Linked DNA regions of Mus musculus: region 1 is linked to region 2. Evidence: chromatin contacts called from public HiChIP or PLAC-seq data. All regions are on one chromosome and are shown on one strand. Each heading gives the region's core, a stretch centred on a gene start, on an enhancer-like site or on the middle of the called end of the contact. The rest is flanking DNA. Distances are from core to core; before and after follow the strand shown.

What was found. HiChIP or PLAC-seq counts read pairs in DNA pulled down with a chosen protein or histone mark.
Region 1: an H3K4me3 HiChIP or PLAC-seq map of forebrain shows a contact between it and region 2, with 4 times the contacts expected there. The contact joins the promoter of Nsg2 here to the enhancer-like site in region 2. A contact is called at or near these places in 1 of 39 promoter capture datasets (hematopoietic stem and progenitor cells), 6 of 115 datasets of contacts at active chromatin or transcription factors (VIP interneurons, embryonic basal ganglia, embryonic forebrain and 3 more) and 2 of 9 other capture datasets (adipose tissue and pancreatic islet).

What each region holds. Positions count from the first base shown.
Region 1 is chr11:31,998,286-32,002,335 of GRCm38.p6, reverse strand. It overlaps Nsg2 (neuron specific gene family member 2), which reads right to left and starts at 1,917. Exons shown (of 5, transcript NM_008741.4): 1 at 1,740-1,917; 2 at 456-605. The coding sequence starts at 584.
Region 2 is chr11:31,693,568-31,697,448 of GRCm38.p6, reverse strand. No RefSeq gene overlaps it. Among named protein-coding and RNA genes, the nearest start is that of Gm39673, 20 kb to the left of the region's middle. Within about 2 kb of position 2,373, at least 55 of the 459 cell types and tissues checked have an H3K27ac peak or open chromatin away from gene starts, as enhancers often do. A contact at or near this core is called in VIP interneurons, embryonic basal ganglia and forebrain, where this site is marked.

The DNA.
Region 1 (4,050 bases), core at 668-3,167, 310 kb before region 2:
AGGGTTTTTAAAAGTTTATCTTTTTATAACCAACTCCTTGCAAAGGGGCAAGAGCTCGGCAGAGGCAAACTGAGTTGCTGGATTGAGCGAGTCCAAGTCTCTGCCTTCCTAGCTATACCAATCCATTTTCAAAACACCTCAAGAAAATGAAGACAAGCCTTTCCCCCTTCATCACTGCATAGAAGCTTATGTGTATTCATCTACCATGCTAAAATCTTAACAAGAGAACATTAATTTGTTTGCCTGTATGTGTAGATTATGAGCAAACACCATAAATCTGCAATAACACAAGAAATGTCTCATCTCTGGACACAATATTTTCCAAGGAAGGGAGCCTGTTTGGTGGCTGGAAGAATGAAAGGATTTGAAGGGGTAAAAAAAAAAAAATCTTTTGCTGCTTGGGTTCCTGGGTTAGGGTAGCCTGGGGGACAAGGAAAGGAAGATCACCCGGTTACCTTCTCGGGAGCAGCCAGCTGCAAATGATTAACCTCCAAGGGCGTGATGAGAGGGACGGTCTGGAAACCATCCTCCACGGAAGGCGGCTTGGCCCCCTTCTCTCCAGGGTTGCTGTTCAGCTTCACCATGCTTCTGCTTTTATTCCAGACCTAAGGCAAGCAGCAGGATTCTGGTTACAGTGGGAATGTGAGGGGCTGAGGACGGTCTGAGACAGCTCAACTGCAGCAGCATTCAACCTGGCAACAGCCATCAATCTCCCACTAGATTTCCTGACATGATTCCCATTGTCCGGGGAAACTTCATTAATCATCAGAATGTGCTAACTGCTCACCGAGTTCACCAACCCTCGAATTAGGGAGCCCCTCCCAAACCCCCAAACCCCCAAACCAAAAAACCCCCAAAACCTCAGACCTTCATTTTTTTTTTAAATGAGCTTAAAAAAAATACCAAGAAACTGTGGCTAACATATCCCTAGAGCCCCACTGGCAAGATTGTTCTTAGCACAAAAGGAAACTCCATTATTCTGGGCCCCCTGCAGTAAGATACATTTCATCTCACCACCCACATCGCTATTTTGCCTTTTCTTCACCAATCTCTAAAACACAATTAAATACAGTCAATCTCTCTCTCAAGACCCCCCTCTCTCTCTCTCTCTCTCTCTCTCTCTCTCTCTCTCTCTTTTACATAATATGTAGATTGTACACGAGACCCAGGTTTCTACATCAGAAAGAGGCTGGCTTGAACCTGATCTCCTTATTCAGCCATGAAATAGCTCCATTTCCTCAATAGCCAGGGCCTTCCTTCCTTCCTTCCTTCCTTTCTTTCTTTCTTTCTTTCTTTCTTTCTTTCTTTCTTTCTTTCTTTCTTTCTTTCTTTCTTTCTTTCTTTCTTTCTTTCTTTCTTTCCTTCTTTCTTTCCTTCCTTCCTTCCTTCCTTCCTTCCTTCCTTCCTTCCTTCCTTCCTTCCTTCCTTCCTTCTTTCTTTCTTTCTTTCTTTCTTTCTTTCTTTCTTTCTTCCTTCCTTTCTTTCTTTTCATGGAAAGTTAGCAGCCCCCATATTGCAAGATTGCCAACTAAATAAACAAATCACATTATTTCCCTCCAGTTCCCTTTGAACTCAAGGATTGATTTCACCGCACCCTCAAAAGCCCTGCACAACTGAATTTCTCCTGTCAATCCGGCTGGTGGGACGTAATTAGACAAACGGAGTTGTGGGGATGACAGGGTGGTAAGGGCTGGGAGGGTGCTGGGGAGTGGTTACAACAAAAACAAATGCCTACTTACTGTGCGGCACTGGTGGGGGTCAGAGCAGAGTCAAGCCAATATGTAGAGGAGGAGGACAAACAGGAGTCCTCCCTCCTCAGCCAGAGCGTGGTGCTGAAAAAAGCAGCCCTCGCGTGCCTGGATCCGGAGCTTCTGAGAACGAGGCGCCAGCGCGCAGAGAAGATCTGGCAGCTGCCAGCCTGCTCGCCAGCTCGCGCCTCCCACCGGGGACGGCTCCCACACCACCTGTCATCTGGCACCACCTGCTGTTTCTCATGCATGGCCACAACCCCTGCATAGGACAAACGTTTTAAAGAAAAGTGGAAGGAATTTTGGTTATTCCAAAAACAGTAATGTGGCTTATAATTTTTTTTACAATAATGTAAAATGCAATTCTTGAGTCTTTGGTGGAAACTGAAAAAGCAGGCACTTTGTTTTTTGTTTTGTTTTGTTTTGTTTTAGGAGAAGGGCTCCCCTCTTGCTAAAGCTTCCCTAACAATACTGTAAAACTCAAAACACCTGCTCTGGGTTAGAAGAGAAAGTAAACTGGTAGTTACTTTCCATTTCCTGTGCTGTTACACCTTTCTGGTCTCTTTCAAGCTACTGCCCTCTTTTGTAAACTGTGGTTTCTAACAAAGACTGGGAAATGGGGTGGCTTGCACTGTGAACACACCTGCATAAACTGCAGACAGTGCATAGACTTGACCTGTCTAAGGTCACAGAACTGGAAAAGGCCAGAACTGGGACTTGATCCCTGACTCTTGTCCCCAAAATCCATATCTAGGTCAAGACGTTAAATAACATCCAGTTTGCTGACCAGAGTAAGAAGGAGTGGAGAGGCAGTGTCAGCCGGACCAAACTGGCTGGGTGGGTCTGACACATTTTCAGCCACTCCCTGAGCCTCTGCTGCCTTGCCTTTGATGGAGGATAACAGCACTTGCAGAATGAGATGGCAGGGAGTACGGGAAGAGAATGTACCCATGGAAACACATCTGACTTGTGAGAGATGCTCTGAACGCCTATTTCAACCACAGGGATGATTGAGCCCACTGCCAGTGACTTCTCCCAGCTGTGGCTCAAATCACTGTTCATCAACAGCTGCAGTACTGACTGAGTGGTTCACTTTGATTTAAAAAATATTTGTTCTGTGTGGAAAAAAAAAAATCACCCTAGCTAGTGTCTATGTGTTACAAGGCACAGAAACGCGTGTGTCTTCTGTATTGTTCGGGCATGAAATGTGTGTAAGGGTTTTTGAGACCATGAAGGCTGTCATCTATCAGCACCACACAGGGCAGTGTTAAATGGTGATGTATATGTGTGAGAGGGAAGTATTCTAAGAAATATTGGTTTTCCTTCCCCTTCTTTCCAAAGACCTAAATGACTGCCAAATTCATGCATGGCACGAGACCAGCACAGTATAGCCAGCAACCACAGGTTCAATTGTGAACATGTATATTTCAGATCCTAACGCTGCTGCCCTAAGAGTCAAAGAAATCCCCTCTGATAGTTCATGGCTGATTGACAAGGAAAAGCCACACTTTTCAAGACAGAGGTCCCTAGAGTTCACTAAGCTCCAGAAAGCAGCTTGCCTGGAGGCAAGGAGAAGTCCAGGCTTGGTGACCTGTGAGGTTAAGACCCAAGCTGGAAGGAAGGCCATGGCTGGAATGGCATGTCTAACCTTGATGGAGAACAAGGTTGAGGGGTTCCAGATAAAATAGAATAATTGGTATTTAAAAAAAAATTGAGGATTGAAAGCAAATACTATCACATCATTTGATGAGGTTTTCAATGTACGCAACATGCAAGACATCTGTGCAGCAGAGTGCGGTGGAAAGAAACCAAGATGGTGTCGGATATGGCCTTATAGACTGCTTTAAGTGATGAAGCTTTGGGTCCAAGTAATCTGTATCAATTTAAGTATGTTTTTTGCAATCTTAAGATAGCCAAAAAGATACATAGTGTGTGTGTGTGTGTGTGTGTGTGTGTAATAATCAAAATGCAATAAACATCATCTACTGTGCAGAGGGTGGGAGAGCCGGCCTCAAGGGCATGACAGCAGGAGAGCTGGCCCTGACCCTCACTGGCTGCATCACTGGGTAAGCTGGCTGGGGCAGTGCTGGAGAGTTCGCCCTGGTGGTGTGGTGGGTGCAGGAGAACTGGCAGGCTGACCAGCTCAGCTAGCACTCAGGCCCAGATCCAGGGCAATGAGTTAGGCCACCCCAACATCTAACCCATCTATGAACTGTTGGAGTGCATGAAGGCTTTAGGATCTGGCAGATCCAAAGCTGCAGGATCTCCATGACACATGCTGGCTAGGAAGATCCACCGGTGG
Region 2 (3,881 bases), core at 1,124-3,623:
CTAGGTATCTTTCCAGCCATTTTTCAGCAAGTTGTCTGTTTGTTGTATCCTTTTAAAATAAGACAGGAAACATAGGTGGGCATTTCCCTCCTGCTCTATCAGCCACTGCAGAAATAAATCCACCTTGGGGAGAAAACAGTAACTTGTCACACCTATAGCCAGCCCAGTGGAAGAACAGGTAAGATAGCCTGGAGGTTGTCACTGGTATCAGAATGGGGGTCCTGGGCTGACCGCCTGTGGGGCACGAGACTCTGTCCAGGAAGACATTCTCAAACTGTGCTGGATTAGAAGCTAGGAGGACAGTTCTGACAGATCTTCAGTGGAGCCATGGGAGGGACATGTGAGGACTTGGAGCAGTGGAGCCCATGACACTAGGAAGGAAGACGATTCTCTTTTCTACCACTACAGGCCCAGGGGTCTGTCTCAACTATGGACTGGCGTTAGACTGATGGGACAAAGGCTCTTTCTGGAGGAGGGCAGAGTGGCTGTAGTGTGTGGGGGCTCTTGGTGCCATTGGTGCTGGTGAATTCTAGACAATTTGAGTGGCTACATGGTCTGTACACACCCCCACGTACCCCCCACCCCACCCACACTCACTCTAGAAAGCCCCCATGGCTCTCCTGGAATTTCAGTTAGTTGTCTGTGGGTTGTTTTGAGATCTTTCATGAAGAAGTAGAGTCCTGACTGAAAGAAGTCACAAGTGCACATCACACTCTCCAAGAAGCACAAAGTGCATTGTCGAAAGGCCAGACCACAGTGTACACGCCTTCAACTCTATATTTACAGCCACCCAGCCCAAGGATTTTACATCTCTCTCACAAGGCCAAGTTGGAGCGCAGCTAGGGGAATGACATTGTTTTCTTGTTTCATGGTGGACGTATTTGGCAACGAATGGATTGTTCTGCTGTTTACACAATTTGGTGAATAGAGTCGAAGCTATTTGCAGGAACACATTTAAAGGGGACTGGGTGGTACATGAATGATATTTCAGTCAAGCTGTGACCCTGTCATCTGCAAAGTACCCCAAACGTTGGAATTGGACTTTGAATTTGAGCCTTCCATGAGCCAAATGTGGAACTTGGAAGAACCCGGGTTGAGCCTCAGCTCCTCAGTGTGATCAGATGATGGTCACATCATGGAACCCATGTGCAGGGAAAGTGAGAACAGACGTGTGGAGGTTACTGGCCTGTGAGATACAATTACAAAGTTCATGTGCTACACGCATGCATGCATGTGCTGCATGAAGTCCCTGTGGCCCCTAGACACCTGGGATGCAGCAATGCATCAAACTTCATTCCTGTCTGTGTGGAGAAAGCAAATTGGGGTAAGTGATAGTCTCTAACATTATACTACTTGCCTTAGTCATGTTCTAATGCTATGAAGAGACACCAAGACCAAGGCAATTCTTATAAAGGAAAGCGTTTCATTGGGGCTGGGTTCCAGTTTCAGAGGTAAGCCCATTATTATGATGACTGGGAGCATAACAGTGTGCAGGCAGACATGGTGCTGGAGAAGGAGCTGAGAGCTTTACGTCTTGCTCTGTAAGCAGCAGAGAAAGAGAGAGAGAGAGAGAGAGAGAGAGAGAGAGAGAGAGAGAGAGAGCGAGAGAGAGAGAGAGAGAGAGAGAGAGAGAGAGAGAGAGAGAGAGAGAGAAGAGAGGAGAGAGAGCTCCCAGTGGAAAAGTGAGAGTTTTTGAAACCTCACAGCCAACCCCAGTGACAAATGTCTTCCATTAAGGCCACACTCTATTCCAACAGGGACACACCGCCTAACCACTCCAAACAGTATATCAGCTGGGGACGAAGCACGCAAATACATGCCTTCCTCAGGGCAGTGGACACAGAGAAATAGGCATAGGCACCACTCTTTGGACACAGCTCTCCTGACCATGCAGTGCCCAAAGCCCATGGCTATGCCTGCTCTGTAGCCTCTTCTGTCTTTCCTTGGCTGGAGATGTTCTCATGCATCTACTCGAGCACCTCTGTGACACTGGTGTCCTTTCAGCCTAGCTGAGAGGTCTATGCACCCTGGGTTGTCCCTGTTCCTGGTGACAAGTGTCCAGTACTTGAAAGAAAGATATGTTGGGATAAAAAGGTAAATCCAGAAAGTAGCAGCAGTTGAGTAAAGAAGGCACCAGGGCATCCAGCTAGCTACTTGACACTCGGGACTGTGTGGTACTTAAAAGGAGGGTGGGGTGAAGAAGTGGTAGGCAAGGAAGATGAAGTAACACGTGAACGTAGCTCCAAAATGAGACTTGGCCCTTGCTTCAAACTCTAACTCCAGGGTTCCTCCTTCTTTGTTGGCTCTCGCTTATGACAAACCTCATAATTCCCTGTAGGTTGGCTGAGTGCAGCTTGCGAGTTTCTATAGTAACTGTCACCATAGCACCAGAGGCCTGGCTCCAAATTCCAGCTCTGCTGAGACCCTGAGCTGCTGTCAGCTGCTCCATTCCTAGCATCCTCCATTCCACAAGATAGAAAGAAGACCCAGGCTGGGGATCTACACACAGGGGTATGGCTAGGGCCTGCCAAGAGGGTTGGCACAGGGATGCGTGGCTCAAGGGGGCAGTGTTAAGCATGGCATCTGCAACAACAGAATTGCCCAAAGCTGACCGCTTCTGAGGATCTCAATTTGTGTTGTTTTGCTCAGACGGGGAGGAGCATCAGATCTGAATATGCAGCAAATGTGGGGCAGAAAGGCTGCCGTGGGGCCTGGCAGAAAGAGAAAAAAAAACCCTAAAATAAATAAATAAATAAACAAAACGGGGTGTTTGTGTGTGTGTGTGTGTGTGTGTGTGTGTGTGTGTGTGTGTGTACTGAGGTCCTGTGACTCCCAAATCTGTGGCCTCTCTGGGCCTCACTTTCTCATTCTGTAAAATGGGAAGAGTGCATAATGTTACTACTATCTACTTCTGTTGCCAAATAAGTCCTGTGCCTTGTATTAGTGGGTGCTTGGTTCTTGGTAGTAGAGAGATGCCAGGCATGCACAAGTCACCAGCACTGAAAACATTAAACTTAGATAATGTGTTAATAGGTAATGCTTTAAGTGTCTGTGTGTGTGCCTGAGTACATGTATGGACCAAGTTGCTGTCATTTACTCCCTTCCTTCCATACACGCAGTACCCATAGAAGCCAGAAGAGGGCATCAGATCCCCTGGAACCTGAGTTACACATTGAACTGAACTACCACCAGGGAGCTGGGAACCAAAGCCAAGTCCTCTGCAAGAGCAACCAATGCTCTTAACCATGAGCTACCTTTCAGCCTCCAGATGATGTTGCCTCTGTGACCTCAGCTGTATGCCCTGATCCCATCTGTCTTCCACTTGCTGTTCCCCTCCTATCCTGGTCTAGCATTTCTGGGAGCCTAGGAGACAGAACATGGCTTCCTGAATCATGAACTTGACTTTCTCTCCAACTGCTGTGATTTGCTGGCTTTCTAACCCTGGGCCTGATGAGTTCTCTCTGATTCCCCAGTTACCTAATCACAAGTCTTTAGTGATTCCCTTGGTTACAAGACTTAAACACCACCAGGCTGGGGTGACATGACCCCAGTAATCCTAGTGATGGTGTGGCAAAAAGTGCCAGATTTAGCAAATAAAAATATAAGATGTCAAGGAAATTTGAACTTCAAATTAAGGCTTTTTAGAAATTATTATTCTAGGTATGCCCCTATTATTATATATGCATACTTTAATAATAATAATAATAACAACAACAGCAATAATGGTTGTCAGAAGTCCAGATTTAACAGGATAACTTCCATTTTCTCTGGCAGCCTTAGGTGGGCAGATACTAAAAACCAAGCCAGATCTCCCTGCTAGGTAGCATCGTGAGCACCCACCGCCCCTCTGCAATTTGCTTTCTGTAGCCATCAGAGGCAAA